5 separate regions of the Mus musculus genome follow, and regions 1, 2, 4 and 5 are each linked to region 3. A link is a contact called in public HiCAR-type, HiChIP or PLAC-seq and promoter capture Hi-C data. All regions are on one chromosome and are shown on one strand. Each heading gives the region's core, a stretch centred on a gene start, on an enhancer-like site or on the middle of the called end of the contact. The rest is flanking DNA. Distances are from core to core; before and after follow the strand shown.

Region 1 (2,700 bases), core at 49-2,548, 1.2 Mb after region 3:
GAATATGCAGCTCTCCTATGAACAAGCCATCCTGGAGCATGAGGCCCCTACCCTGTCAGAACTCTTCTAGACCCGTCTTGGGACAGTGATGGAGGGGCTTCCCCTCCTTGGAACACCACACTCATTTCAAAGGACCCCTTTTTCTAGACCTGGAAGATGATGGCAAAGATGGTCCTGTCTTAAGCATGCTTGAAAACACAAAGGCATTTGCACAAACAGCACCCTGAATAAGCGCCAACAGCTCGTGACCTTGAGGGCGGGGCCCAGCTCTTCCTGCAAGGTGCGGGTCAGTGGCTCCTTGTTCTCAGAAGGCGTGGCCAAACTCTTGCAGAGTACAGTATCAGGAAAGACCTGCTCCAAGTGGGTCTAGTCCTCTAATCTTTTGCCTGCACAACCCCTGGGGCCTCTAGCTGGCATCCATATCTTTATACTCTTGGAAAATCAATATCCCCCTTTTTTTTCTTTGTTCCCAATGAATGAATTTGGGGGATAGCACCAGAATCAGAAAAGTTTCTATGAATTTCTTCCAGACTCGGAGTCTGGGAATCCTCGTGGGTGGCCGGGGGCCTGCTCTGAGTATTTTTCAATGCAGAAAAGGGCGTATTTGAGCAGCTGGCTCAGAAATAGACTAAATCTGTCTATAGCGTAATTGGTGCAGAAAGAGCTGGAAGACAAATTGAGAATGGTGGGTGTAAACAGAAGGGAAAGGTGGCAGAAGGGGAGCCAGATGGATGAGCCCAGACACAAAACACACACAAACAAAGGCTGCTAGGGACACCAGGAGGGCGCGTTTGCATGTGGGGACCAGAACTGGACTCCTTGGCTTGGAGGTTTGCGGTCCTAGGTCTGCTCCTGGAACCCTGCGAAGTCAGGCTCTGTAGAGGGCGATCGCTACGGCAGGTGGTCCAAATGGCCTCATTAGTGAATTCAGAACACAAAATCTTGGTCTAATTATTCAATTCCTTAAAGAATTTAGTTTGCTAAGAGCCTAGGGTGCGCGCGCGTGAGTGTGTGAGTGTGTGTGTGTGTGTGTGTGTGTGTGTGATATTTTGATTACAACGTACAATTTTTTCCCTTTACATAGCTGCATTCCATGGCAGCCTGTATCTGCTTTGCAGTGTGACAGAGGACAAGGACACCTTTCTTGTGATAGAATATATTACACATGTGACACCCACCCACCCCCAGTGCCAACTCTGTTGACAAATTTTGCTGTTTGACCAAACCCTCTCGAAGCAAGGAAGAATGGGTAGTCAGAGTGTCTGCTGCAAAGTACTTTAGCTATCTTGTCAGCAGCAGATGGACCCGCTGTCACCAAGCAAGCGACAGGTCAACGTCTGTGCAACTTCTGTGTCGGCTCAATACATACTTATAATTAAAGAATAATAAAATTTGCATTTGCTTACAAACAGGGAGGATCTTCTGTACAGCAGAGACCATCACAGCGAGAGATGCCAGTGAGCCAGGTGCACGTAACAGCGTAACAACAAGTAATTACATTGCCCTTTTCAGAGGCGCCATGCATGGCCCACCCAATTAAGCCTCCTAGAGTAACTTCCTGATGGCCCATCGTTTCTAACATCCCTTCCCCATTTATCATATCAGTGTTGCTTTCTGCATCTGCTTTCTTTCCTAGTCTGCCCCCCCCTCCACCTCTGCCGCCGCCGTCAAATTTCACGGTTCCCCAAAACGAAAAACAAAACTGCCGGTTCTCATTTCTTTGGGGGAAATTAGTCTTGTTTCTTCCCATAAATCATAAGCATACTTCAGCTGTAAACAGCATTAGCAACCGTGGAAGTAAATTGACTGCAGTGCTCCGAGAGACCAGAGGGTGCTGAGCAAGGTTTGGTAATTGTGACTTAGGGAGGGGTGGTGGGCAGTTGGGGGACTGGGGAGAATCGTGGGTGACTCCGTTCTTCTCTTTGAATGTGGGGATGTCCTCCCTGGCTGGGCATGGGTAGCCCTAGGCCGTGGTATAACAATTATGAATAGCATCTTTCTGGAAATGTTGCACTTTGGGTGATAAATTATATGGTAATTCAAATTAAGGTGTAAACAAGATAGAAACAAAAGCTTGTTTTGTAAAAGAAGCCAGACCAAAAGGCCACCTGTTATACAAAATGTCTAGAAAAGGCAAGTCCATAGGAAAAAACATATTAATGGTTATAAGAGGTCAGAGATAGGGAATTCCCATTAATCGGTAGAATTTCTTTTTTTTGGGGGGGGGTAGGATTTATTTAGGGAAGAGGGCAATGGTCTTACAATGGTAGTATGCCTATGCCAATACCTACATTGTGCACTTTAGGTGAGTAAATTAGGGTTCAACAAAATTGTTCTGTTAAAACAGAAGTTTAAAAATAATTAGGACGGGCTGGAGAGGTGGCTCAGAGGTTAAGAGCACTGACTACTCTTCCAGAGGTTCTGAGTTCAAATCCCAGCAACCACATCCATCTCACACAACCACAACCAGCTCACAGCCATCTGTAATGGGAGCCAAAGCTCTCTTATGGTGTACTAATATAAACAAAATAAATAAATCTTTAAATCTTTAAAAGATAATTAGGACACAGAAATCCTGCAAAGAAAAAAAACTAAAAAGTTTGCTCTCCATCTTTCTAACGGTGAGCACTGCTTCTCATACTCTTACGAATTGGCTTGGTGAAGGGGTTGTAGTGACACATGTTGGCCTCCAGAGGGCGC
Region 2 (2,700 bases), core at 197-2,696, 2.0 Mb before region 3:
CCTTCCCTGGGCCAAGCATATTAAAACTGCGTGGTGCTCCTCAGAGGAGGGCCTCAGTCTTGTAATGGAGTGCTGTTAGTACAAGATTTAGACCCAGATTTAGCTTGTGAGCTAGCTTACATAATCTAGCAGTAGCTATCACAGCTTAGACAGATGGACCATTTTGTGGCTACAGGGTCCAATCCTTTGGACAGGTACATCACAGGGTGTTTCCATGGTCCCAAAATTTGGATTAAAAGCCCTTCTGTCTTGTTTTATGGACAAACAGATGAAAAAGTTTTGAGACATCTGGAAGTTTTAGGGCTGGAGTCAATGCTAGAGCTGTTTCTAAAGCTTCAAATACCTTTTGTTCAACCTCAGTCCAGATTAAGGGCTCAGTGCCCTGCTTCGTGCTGGTGTGTAGTGAGAGGCCTTGCTCTGCTTACAAACTCTGGAATCCAGAGGCAGCACTACTCCATTGCCCCTAGGAACATACCTATATAGTAGTTTCTATAGTGATTCCAAATCTCATCAAGCTGATGACCAAGATTAACCATAGCAACAAGCTTTCAGGTGTCTGAAAGAAACTTCTGAAGCTACTGCAGGGAGCAGATCAGAGCTGTGTCTCTGGCCTTGGCCCTCTGGCTATGATTTGAGGACTCTATCCTTCCTTCCCAGCCACTTCCTCAGGTCTCACAAGTTGAAGAATTCCAAGTATGGTTATAAGTTAAAAAATACAGGGCAACCAATTAAAATCTAATTTCAGATAAAAATTAATTTCATTGCAAATATTGCCTGGGACACACACCGAAATGTTATTGGGGATCTAAATGTTATTGGGGGCATCTGTGTGTTGTATTTGTGAAAACAAGTAAACCTAGGTTTTTTTTTTTTCTATGTTCTCTTCACATTCTTTCAATCTTTTAGATTAAAAGAATATACCCTAGGATCCACCATGAACTACCTGTCTTTGGACGTTGTCTGTCATGCTTCTGGGTACTTTCGCTTCTGATTTCCTTTACTTTCTATTTCCTTTACTTTCCTAGTTCAGAACATATAGTTCACAGAGGCATGTAGGCAAATGCTCATTGAATATTGGAGTTTGTTTATTATTTTAAAGAAAAGCAGTTCTACTAATAAAGATAACAGATTATGTAGCACTAATTAGAATGAAGTTGTGAATCAGTGAATAAATGAAAGAATGAAATGGAGGGAATTTCCTTCCCTAAGAACTCAGATTGGACGAACCTGAATGTCAGAGATACATCTTTAATTCCTTCGAATGTTTTCTAAAATGTTACAGGGTGAGAACAAAGAGGCAGCCACTGCCCGGTAAATCCAGCGACTGTTGGTGCAGTGGTGGAAGTGGGAACTGCAGCGACTGCTCCACTCCCGGTTGAGATTGCCCAGTCTCCCTATCCGGAAGTCGCCGGGTGCCGGAAGTGACGTCGCACGCTTTCGCGCTCGCGGGAAAACTCTACTGTCTAAGCGGCGGGTCCGCTGGTGCGACTGTGGAGCGGTCATGAGCCTCTGGGTGGACAAGTACCGGCCGAGCTCCCTTGCCCGGCTGGACTATCATAAGGAACAGGCAGCACAGCTGCGCAACCTGGTGAGCCGCCCTGCTCAGCAGCTTCCTGCACAGCCCGGGGAAGGGAAGGGAAGGGAAGGGAAGGGAAGGGAAGGGAAGGGAAGGGAGGGAGGGAGGGAGGAGGCGGGCGCCCCGGTGCTAGCGAGGGGGTCAGAGTGACGCGTTCCTCAAAGTGCGGTGTGTTTGCTGCCGGGAACCTCAATGGCTTGGTGTGGGGACCAGAAGAAGGCCAGTGTAGTGGAGAATCAGGAGCAAGCAGCGGCGGTAGGGGGCGGGGATGGGGGTGTGCCCGGGCCTCGGTGTTACTGCAAATGCCTGATGGGCTCTCCCGCTACAGAGAGCTTAGGTGGGAAGCTGATAGAGGTGACTGTGCCCCGGACCCTGTTCTTAGTTACTGCGGAATCACAGCTAAGGCTTTTCTGAAAAGGAGAGATTATTTTAACGAGTGCCGCGATCGTTCATATGAGAGCTTTTGGAAGACTCGAGGGTGAAGTGGAAGATATGTTTTAGGTTTGGTTTTGGTTTTGGTTCGTGATGCATGCACTAATTTGAAATAGAATATTATGCTTCGTTAATACACGTGCCGGTTTTCCTTGCAAAAGCTTTAATGTTCAGTTTCCCGGTGGCAAGATCAAGACCCCATGTTAATAGTACTCTTTCGTTTGATGGCACTCTGTTACTGCTGTCTTTTCCATAGCATTGATCAACCTTGATCTAGTGTGAAGTTCTTCTGTCTCTTCCAAGTGAACTTACAAGGAAATCAGCGCACCTGCTTCTGAGCAAGAGGACCATTATGGGGAGCCCGGGCCAGACAAGCATCTGTCTTAGTTACAGAGATTGGGTTCGCCTTCTGTCATCCCTTAGTTTCAAACGGGCCCTTCAGATAGCTTACTTAGGGAGTGCCTACTTTTAAGCATTTAGTGCATGTAAATTAGATTAAATTAGTGTCCAGAGTTTGGTACATTTTCTGTTGGAGCTGGATGGTAAACAGAATATCTTGGAACTTTAAAAGTGGTTTGTTTAACTTAGTTCACCCAGTTTAACTAAGATATAATGTCTTGTTCTTTTTTTCCTTAGGTGCAGTGTGGAGACTTTCCTCACCTCTTAGTATATGGACCATCAGGTGCTGGAAA
Region 3 (2,700 bases), core at 170-2,669:
CTGGACTGCCTGGGACCAGTTCTCTGATTTTCCCGGAGGCCTCAAGGTTCCGCGGGGCACCCCGGTCCTCCCTCCCCTCCTTGCCCAACTGCATTAGGAGGAAGGCAGGCCAAGTTTGTAGGTTCCTAGGGAGTGGTACACAAAGAGAGGAGGTCTCTGGGAAATTGCAGGAGCTGAGGGTACAGGGTGGGGGTGACGCAAGGGATACGGGGAGGGGGGCGCGCCTTGGGGCGTGCTAATGGCTGTATCAGGGTTCTGTAAAGCTGGGTAGGGTCTCAAGGAACACACGATGGGATGCATGGAGTATTTAAGGCAAAACGGTGTGTGCTTGACTGGGGCGATGGGCGGGGGTGGGGGTGGGGTGTAGATAGTGGGACACCGGTCATGCACAGCAGGAGATCCAGGGTACATACGGAGGAGTGGGAAAAGGGGTGCCCATGGCCGAGTGCAGGTTGTCCACAACAGGAGGTACAGGGTGCACAGGGCGGAACACGGGGGATGCACAAGGTAGAGAGCGGGGTGCACACAGTGGGATGCGGGGTATGCACGGTGAGGTGGGATACGGTATTCAAGGTCGGGAGGGGTGAAACTTGGGATATGCACCTCCAGGCACTGGGAATGCACATGGAGGATCGAGGGGTGTGCACAAGGTGGGGCGCGGGGATGCACATCTAGGGGTATGGGATGCACAACTATGGGACCCATGAGTGCACAGCTGTGGGACACAGGGGCACACGGTAGAGAGCAGGGGGTGTACGGCCGGGCACGGAGTAAGCACAAGCAGAGGGTGCACACGGTGGGGCGCACGGAGTGTACACAGTGGGGCGCAGAGTGCACACGGCGGGCCGTGGCATGAATGCCGTGGGGCGTAGGATAGCTACGGTGGAGTGCGGAGTGCACACCGCGGAGCGCGGCAAGCATTCGGCGGGGCGCTGGGGGCGCACAGGGCGGGGTGCTCATAGTGGGGCGCGAGGTGTGCACCGCAGGGCGCACGGGCGGCGCGCAGGGGCGGGAAAGGCGCGGCCTCTTGTAAAGTTTCTAGCAGTTGCGCGGCTCTGGCTCCCGACCCGGCCGCGCCCTCCCCACCAGCCCGCGTGCCCCGGCGGAAGGAGGCGGAGATGGAGAGGGCGCGGGCCGAGGGTGGCGCCACTAGAGGGCGCTGCGGCCGGGACGGGGCGGGACGGGGCGGGCGGCAGCCGGAACCGCGCGGGGGTGGCCAGCAGCCCCGGGACTCCCTCCCCGCGCCCGCCCGGGCCGCTCGCTACTTACCCGCGGAGCAGCTGAACAGCGCCAGCAGCGCGGGAGGCCGCATCCCGGAGGCAGAGGCTCCGCGCCCTTCCCGGAGCCGAGCTGCGCGGACGCCCTGCGCGCCTGACCCTTCTCGCGCTCCCCTCCTCCTTCCCGGCGCCGCGCCGGCTCGGGCTGCGCCCTCTGGCGGCCGGGATCGGGAGCGCCCCGGTGTACGCTCGCAACCGGCGCGGTTGTAGGTGGTCCTGCTGCCCAGCTGGACCGCGCCCTCCTCTGGGCATCTGACCTCAGAGCTTCTTTTCTGACCCTCTGACAAACTCTGCCGTCATGCCCTTCGCTTCCCAGAACTTCTTTCCCCATCCCTAGCAGTAGATCACCCTTACTGTCCTCAAAGTGAAGGAAGAAGGATCGTTTTTTTCTTCCCTGCTAATGGACTATCTTCAGTTTTTATAAAAAGCAAAATCGATAATTCAACTCTTAATATTGTTGGCACCGATGTTCTACTTTGATGAAGGTGTTTTTAATCAGCTCAACTAATTTACTTAATATCCTCTTCTTAAATGGAATTTGATTAATAGCTTTGGCCCGGAGTTTTGCTCTTAATAGATGTTGGTGTAAAGCTAAATTTTTATTAATGTTATTTTGAGTGTTCACTGTGATGGAAGAGAGAGGGTATTCAAGATACTTGATGAAAATGAATCAATTAAGAACACAGAGAAGAGTGAGGTGGAAAAGTCACATAAGCAGAGTTCCTTCCAGCACAGAATCCTGAAGGGTCTCCCTCCCACCCTGGAAGAGTTCCACCTGAGGACCTTACAGTTACATTGTAGTGAACCAAAGAGGGAAACAATTACAGGGAAGAATTAGAGGGACCCTTCCCAGAAACACAGTTTCTCCTGCATCTCCAAGGATGTAAAAAAGACTGACTGAGCAACCCTGGCTTGTGTTTAGATGATGCGAGGCTAGAGGGCAGCTAGAGTTGCCTTTCAGCCACTGTGGTCACAGGACAAATGACTCACCGAACATCTCCCCCAACCACAGGTAGTAAAACTCTAGGGCAAGCCTGCTCATAAAGACTTTGGCAGTCATATTTCTTAGTTTCTGTGTGTTTCTTGTTGACTGGTGCCAGTCTCTTGACTGATGAAGACCAGCGCTACAGTTTTTCCAAATTCTTGGTTGGCTGCTTTAACTCCTTGGGCTTTCTTGGGAAGTTCTAAAGCTGATAGACAGTTTCCCATTGCTAAAGTTTTCTAGCATTCTCCTAGGAAATATTCCTTCCCTTTGTTAGACACCGTACCTATAAACAAGATGTAAATAGAGAGAAAAATCTAGTAGCCAAGTAACACAACTGAGGACCCTACTTTGGTAGCAAACAACTTTGAGGGCTTAGTGGATCAGACTTTTCATTGAAATTATCCTGGAAGGATGGAGAGGTGACTCAGTGATTAAGAC
Region 4 (2,700 bases), core at 66-2,565, 1.8 Mb after region 3:
AGATACAGGTGACCTGGTCTCTGTTACTAGTCTAGACCAAACAATTCTGAGAAAGCAGCTAGTTGATAGACTTACTTCACCTGTGTATTTGACCTGGCAGCTCGCATGGGGGGGAATGTCAGCAGCCCCAACTGGGTCTTGCTTGAGCCTCACCAGTCTCCCCAATTCTGCACAAGGTTTCCCCAAAACACACCACCTCACCAACAAAATCGCTAACAATCTCCTTCTAGACCTCATTAACATCTGAGAAATAGAGTTCGGGGCTCCAACTCTATAATTCAAGGGCCTGGTACTGTTGGTGTCCCCACTCTTCACACAGGAAACCACGGGGATCAGGAAGACAACAGGTAATCTATCCTGGACAGTCACCTACTCCGTGACTGCCAGTCAAGCACAGACTTCCAGGACTGGCCCTGTCTATGATTATAGCTGTCCCAATGCTGACTGACACCACTACAGTACAGTGTTCTCCTGGGGACAGATGTACTGAAAAGCACCAAAGGAGAAGTTTCGCTACACACAAAGGGGAAATTCTGAACTCTAGTATTGCTGTTACTATCGTCCCGGTGTCCTTTTGTAAAATATGAGGACTCCTTAAGGTTCTAGTTCAGTGTCAGATACAAGTTAAGTCTATGAAGACCTAAAAACCATTCATATTTCAGCGTTTCTCACATTCCTTTACACTGGTTAGCGGTCTCTGCCAATCCAAGCTTTCTGGACGTGGGCAGATGGCGTGCGGAGGAGTGCCATAGTGACTCAGGACTATGCTCAAAGAGAAACAGAAAGTGGGGCAGGAGGAGAGGCCAGAAGGGGAGGAGAGGCCAGAGGGGGATGCGAGGGAGTTCAAGCACTAACTATACGAACAAAACGGGAGCGACACATGGCACACAGAGAGATGTTTGTAAACCGAGGCTGAGCTGTACGAATGCAACGGGCGGTCGTGCGCCTTGGCGGGTGTAGGGGTGCAGTCACCCTAAGGGAGAAGGCACGTGGCGTGTCCCAACACGCACACAAGGCTTGGCTTTCGGAGGTGCCCAGTGCATGGAGTGCATCCGCCTCCACTGCTGGGAAGGGGCGCTGTGGCCTGGGAGGCCCGGGGAACTGACCCGCGCCGTCCGATCGGAGCCAGGACCACCCGAGAGAGTGCAGCCCGGGTCCCGCCCACGTCAGACACCCGCCGGGACCGGGCAGTCGCGATCGTGCCCGCACCACGAGTACCCGCCGCGACGGCGGCCCTCCGCGCTCACTCACCATCTTTGAAACAGCTCTGTGAGATCTATAAACCTGCTCGAGTCCGCCGGCCAAACCGCTCACTTCCGTTTCCGGGGCCGAGACGCCCACCCCTCCGCCCCATCCGCCGGAAGTGCGTCCTTCCGGCCAGGAAGGAAAGGGGGCGTGGGAGGAGCAGGGAGTAGCGTTGGGCCGGGGCTCCCACGCTCGCTGTCCCCCGGTGAGCGAGGGCCAAGGGCGCAGCTCGGGTGTGCACTGGCCCTGGCCTCGCGGGACGGTGTTAGATGGGCGTGTGCAAATGCACAGACTTCCCACGGGCCATCCAAGGACGCACGGTGGTGATTTACATAAAGTCCTTCTGCTGAGTCAAAAGTGGGACAACAGGCCTTTACGGTTTTATAAATCGAAGGTCCGAGGCTGGGTATGTGTAGAACCTAAGGAAAGGACCAAGCTAGCTTAGGCACCGAGCCTCAGGCAGAGGCGGGCTCCAGGGTTGTGGGGTGTGGATATTTCCGAACTTGGGGGGCAATCACAACCTGAGTCCCAAGTCAGGTCTGGCCACCGGTTCGTTCATAATAAGCAACTTAAAAGCGGGAGGCAGAAGGCGGCGATATGGTCAGTGTGGCCAGACTGGAAGACAGCAAAGACTTGGGAGGTTCCCTGGGACTAAGTCCTTTTCGGTGACATGGGGGTGGTGGTGGTGACAATTTTAAGTCAGGGTCATCAGAGCTAACGTATGTCAGGCTCTTAGAATTACAAATAACGTGGTTCTACATGTTGTACATGAGTCATCTCCCTAAGTCTTTTCATTAAGCTTTTTTTTTTTTTTTTGTTATTCGAGACAGGGTTTCTCTGTGTAGCCCTGGCTGTCCTGGAACTCACTCTGTAGACTAGGCTGGCCTCGAACTCAGAAATCCGCCTGCCTCTGCCTCCCAAGTGCTGGGATTAAAGGCGTGCACCACCACGCCCGGCTTTTCATTAAGCTTTTTAAAATTAATTTTTAAAGGATTCCTCTAAAACGTTTTGTTTGACTGTCTGCGTGTGCATCAGGTGTGTGCCTGGTGCCCTCACACTCTTTTGCAACATTAGCGGTGTTTGCCAACACGAAAGAGTCTTAGGGTCTTATAGGACTGGAGTTATAGGTAGATGGTTGGGAACCACCCTCTGGGTGCTGGGAAAGGGACGCAACAGATGCTCTTAACCGCGGAGCCATCTCTCCAGCCCTGTTGCTCACATTATGAGAGTATGGCATAGCACGAAGGAGAAGAAGACAAAACAGGTCTTAGCTGTGCTGGCCGGAGGATGAGGCGGCTGGTCACTTGGGTTCTGCAGTCAGAAGCAGAGAGAAATGAATGTCGTCCTCTTGTTTTTGTCTTGTTACTCAGCCTAGGACCCCAGCCTATGGGATGGCGCCTCCCACATTCAGGGTACATCATTTTTAAAATGATGTAAATGACTTCACTGATATGC
Region 5 (2,700 bases), core at 28-2,527, 1.1 Mb after region 3:
AGTTGGGTCTGTGATGTAGGCTCCTAGGAGTGTATGGAATGCCTTCAGCCAGGCCGCCACTCAAGAGACAAGTAGGTCCTCTGAAGTGTCCCGTGAGTTCCCGTCCGATGAGGGAACACGTGACTGGGGAGATGGTTCTGGGGAATGACGCAGGCTCCTAGACAACAGGGACTGCATAGCTCACGTCTGAACTCTCAGTGGCCGCAGAGCCTGTGGTGCACCTGTGCGTCGAGAGAGAAAGAGGATGAGTAGCCACCGTTCACGTCAGAAGATGTGCTGTTATTTACAAAACGATGTATGTGCCATGCATGAAATCATCCTTAACAGCACCCAGACTTTAGCCCTGGAAGGTAGGCAAGGCTGCCTTTAGGTGAGGTCACAACTGTAGGTGGGTGTAATAGTATCGTGTGGAGACTGCCCTTCCGAAAGGTCTGAGATATGAATAAGGCTCAACTGAATACTTGTGGTTTCTGTATTCTGATCCTAGATCCGTGGTAGACATTATTTTTTCACCTAAATATTCTAGCATCGGCATTATATTATGCTGTTTTAAATTCACAATACAATTACGTCACCGGGTCAAACAGGGGCTAGGCTGGGAAGTGGTGAATCTACATGTAGTCTCCACTACCACTATATAGTTTCTGGTCATTTCAATTAAGCGGATTGCAGCTTTATGGCCCTAGGACTTCAGGAAACGTGTGTTCAGACATTGCCTCTGCTTCACAAGAGTCTTGTTTCTGTTGAACTTCCACGGCCTTATTGGAAATCAATGATTGTTTCTGATCTTCAAACTGTCATGTTGAGGAGACCTAAAGATTAACTCACTCAATAAAATGGTTTGAGATTGCAGGATGTGGAGAACTTGCAATGATTAAAACACATGCTTCTGCACCACGGTGTGTCCTATTTTAACTGTGTCTACACAGTGCGCGAGGGAATTTCTCCGTGCAAGTTGTTTTCCTCCAACAATCCGCGTGATCATGGCATTTCTGGACACAGGTAGGGACTGACTCCAGAGCAAGAGCCTCTAAACTGAACCGAGACAAGGGCGCTATCCTTTCCTAGCAACTGTTGCTATGCGGGGGCGTGGCATCGATGCGGGCAAGGACGCCCCGGAGGCCCCTTCCCCTCACCTGCACAAACTACATTTCCCATGATGCTCCGAGAGGGCTCCGTTGTGACGAACGGAACAAGCGCAGACGGGGGCGGGGGAGGTGGGGGGCGCTATTCCCAAGTCGGCTCTCGGGCACCAGCAGGGGCCACCGCCGCCATGTTGGGCTGAGGCGATGACAGGAGGCGGCCGGGGCGTGTGGGATTGAGAAGTGGAGGAGGAGGCGGAGAGTCAGGGCTCTGAGGGGGAGCTGTTCCCAAGCTAAGGGAGGAGCCCCCGGAAGACGCTGCGGAAGGCAGGCAGCGAGGCGGAGGCGGCCGGAGCCCAGACGCGATGCGGCCCGACCGGCGCGGCTGCGCTGAGGCGCCCGCGGCCTGAGCCCCCCCGGCGCTGCGCTCGGTTCGGCTCGGCCCAGTTCGGCTCGGCTCGGCTCGGCGGCTGGCGAGGTCGATGCCCTTGAGCGCGGCTGCGCGCAGCCCGGCTGTGCGGCCCCGCGGCGCGCGCTGAGCTTCTCGGCGGCCCCGGCCGCTTTCAGCTCGGCGCTCGATGTGTAGCCACATAGTTATCTGTACACTTCGTCGCCGGGGCTTTAATGAGGACCTGAGTCGCGAGCGCGTGTGAATCACCGCCTGGGCCGGGGAAAGAGGACGGCGCATTTAACCCCCTCCCACCCCGCTCCATGTCCGTGTGTCACTCGGCTCTGTCCACCTGGCGCGGCGGGTCCTGGAGCTGCTACTGCTGCTGACGATCGGCTCCCCTCGCGCCTCTCGCCCCAGAAGCTCTTGTGCTCCCACGTAACTTCTACTTTTTTTTTTAATTTTTATTTTTTTTTTCATTTTTGGGAAAAGCTCAGCACAAACCGATCAGAATTGTGAAGGTTCTTTTTTATTTTTTCCGTAGTTCCAGCACTTCTGCTCTTGCTTTTTGTTTTGTTTTCTGCGTAAACCTCTGGCCCACTCTCAAAAGGCAAGATGTCCAGTCATGTCCCGGCGGATATGGTAAGTGAACGATAAGTTCCGACGTTCGGATTGTAGTGTGGTTTCCAATCTTATTTAATCGGAAGACGACGCTGGCGTCGGGGCGAAGGTTTCTGGGGCCCGGCGGGGGTGAGAAATGGGGGGCACTTCTGGAAAAGCCAATCTACTTGGCTTTGGAGAAGTTGGCTCTTCTGCCCCCCTCCCCCCTTTTCTTTTAGGAAGCACTGGTTTTTGGTGTGGTTTTGCAGCTTTTTCTTTCTTTTTTTCTTCTTCTTTTTTTTAAAACCACTGGGAGTCACTGGTTCGGTTGTGTTTCCTAAGTCGCCGGAGGCAGGGAAATGCAGTGGAAGCGGAGGAAATTCCTTCCCGATTGCTAGAAGGCTTTCAAGGCTTGGATTTAAACGCTTCGGGAAAACGTCAAGGGCTGTGTGGACACGGCCGGGGACGGGCGGCGAGCTGGATACCTAGGGTAGGAAGAGGCTGTCTGGCTCAGTGACAGACAAGATCGTTCAGACGTAGGTGCACACTTGATACATTTCAGGGGCAGCGGCGCACCTCTTTGGAAAAAGTCTTGCTGTGAGCCCTTCGAAACGTCTAGCTGAACGAACA

What was found. Promoter capture Hi-C pulls out the DNA fragments that hold promoters and counts their contacts. HiCAR-type assays count read pairs that join an accessible place to other places. HiChIP or PLAC-seq counts read pairs in DNA pulled down with a chosen protein or histone mark.
Region 1: a contact with region 3 is called in an H3K4me3 HiChIP or PLAC-seq map of embryonic forebrain, with 4 times the contacts expected there. The contact joins the enhancer-like site here to the promoter of B3glct in region 3. A contact is called at or near these places in 5 of 39 promoter capture datasets (the 3T3-L1 cell line, hippocampal neurons and liver) and 1 of 115 datasets of contacts at active chromatin or transcription factors (embryonic forebrain).
Region 2: a contact with region 3 is called in a promoter capture Hi-C map of erythroid cells, with 6 times the contacts expected there. The contact joins the promoter of Rfc3 here to the promoter of B3glct in region 3. A contact is called at or near these places in 5 of 39 promoter capture datasets (the 3T3-L1 cell line, erythroid cells, liver and 1 more).
Region 4: a promoter capture Hi-C map of pre-B cells shows a contact between it and region 3. The contact joins the promoter of Pomp here to the promoter of B3glct in region 3. A contact is called at or near these places in 3 of 39 promoter capture datasets (the 3T3-L1 cell line, liver and pre-B cells).
Region 5: a contact with region 3 is called in a HiCAR-type map of astrocytes, with 2.1 times the contacts expected there. The contact joins the promoter of Ubl3 here to the promoter of B3glct in region 3. A contact is called at or near these places in 1 of 39 promoter capture datasets (hippocampal neurons) and 4 of 115 datasets of contacts at active chromatin or transcription factors (the SCID.adh cell line, astrocytes, embryonic forebrain and 1 more).

Annotation. Positions count from the first base shown.
Region 1 is chr5:148,452,004-148,454,703 of GRCm38.p6, reverse strand. No RefSeq gene overlaps it. Among named protein-coding and RNA genes, the nearest start is that of Slc7a1, 53 kb to the right of the region's middle. Within about 2 kb of position 1,298, at least 34 of the 459 cell types and tissues checked have an H3K27ac peak or open chromatin away from gene starts, as enhancers often do. A contact at or near this core is called in embryonic forebrain, where this site is marked.
Region 2 is chr5:151,649,954-151,652,653 of GRCm38.p6, reverse strand. It overlaps Rfc3 (replication factor C (activator 1) 3), which reads left to right and starts at 1,446. Exons shown (of 9, transcript NM_027009.2): 1 at 1,446-1,588; 2 at 2,645-2,700. The coding sequence starts at 1,502.
Region 3 is chr5:149,676,949-149,679,648 of GRCm38.p6, reverse strand. B3glct (beta-3-glucosyltransferase) reads right to left here and starts at 1,419. Exons shown (of 15, transcript NM_001081204.2): 1 at 1,270-1,419. The coding sequence starts at 1,312.
Region 4 is chr5:147,859,243-147,861,942 of GRCm38.p6, reverse strand. It overlaps Pomp (proteasome maturation protein), which reads right to left and starts at 1,315. Exons shown (of 6, transcript NM_025624.3): 1 at 1,252-1,315. The coding sequence starts at 1,254.
Region 5 is chr5:148,551,365-148,554,064 of GRCm38.p6, reverse strand. Ubl3 (ubiquitin-like 3) reads left to right here and starts at 1,277. Exons shown (of 5, transcript NM_011908.2): 1 at 1,277-2,112. The coding sequence starts at 2,086.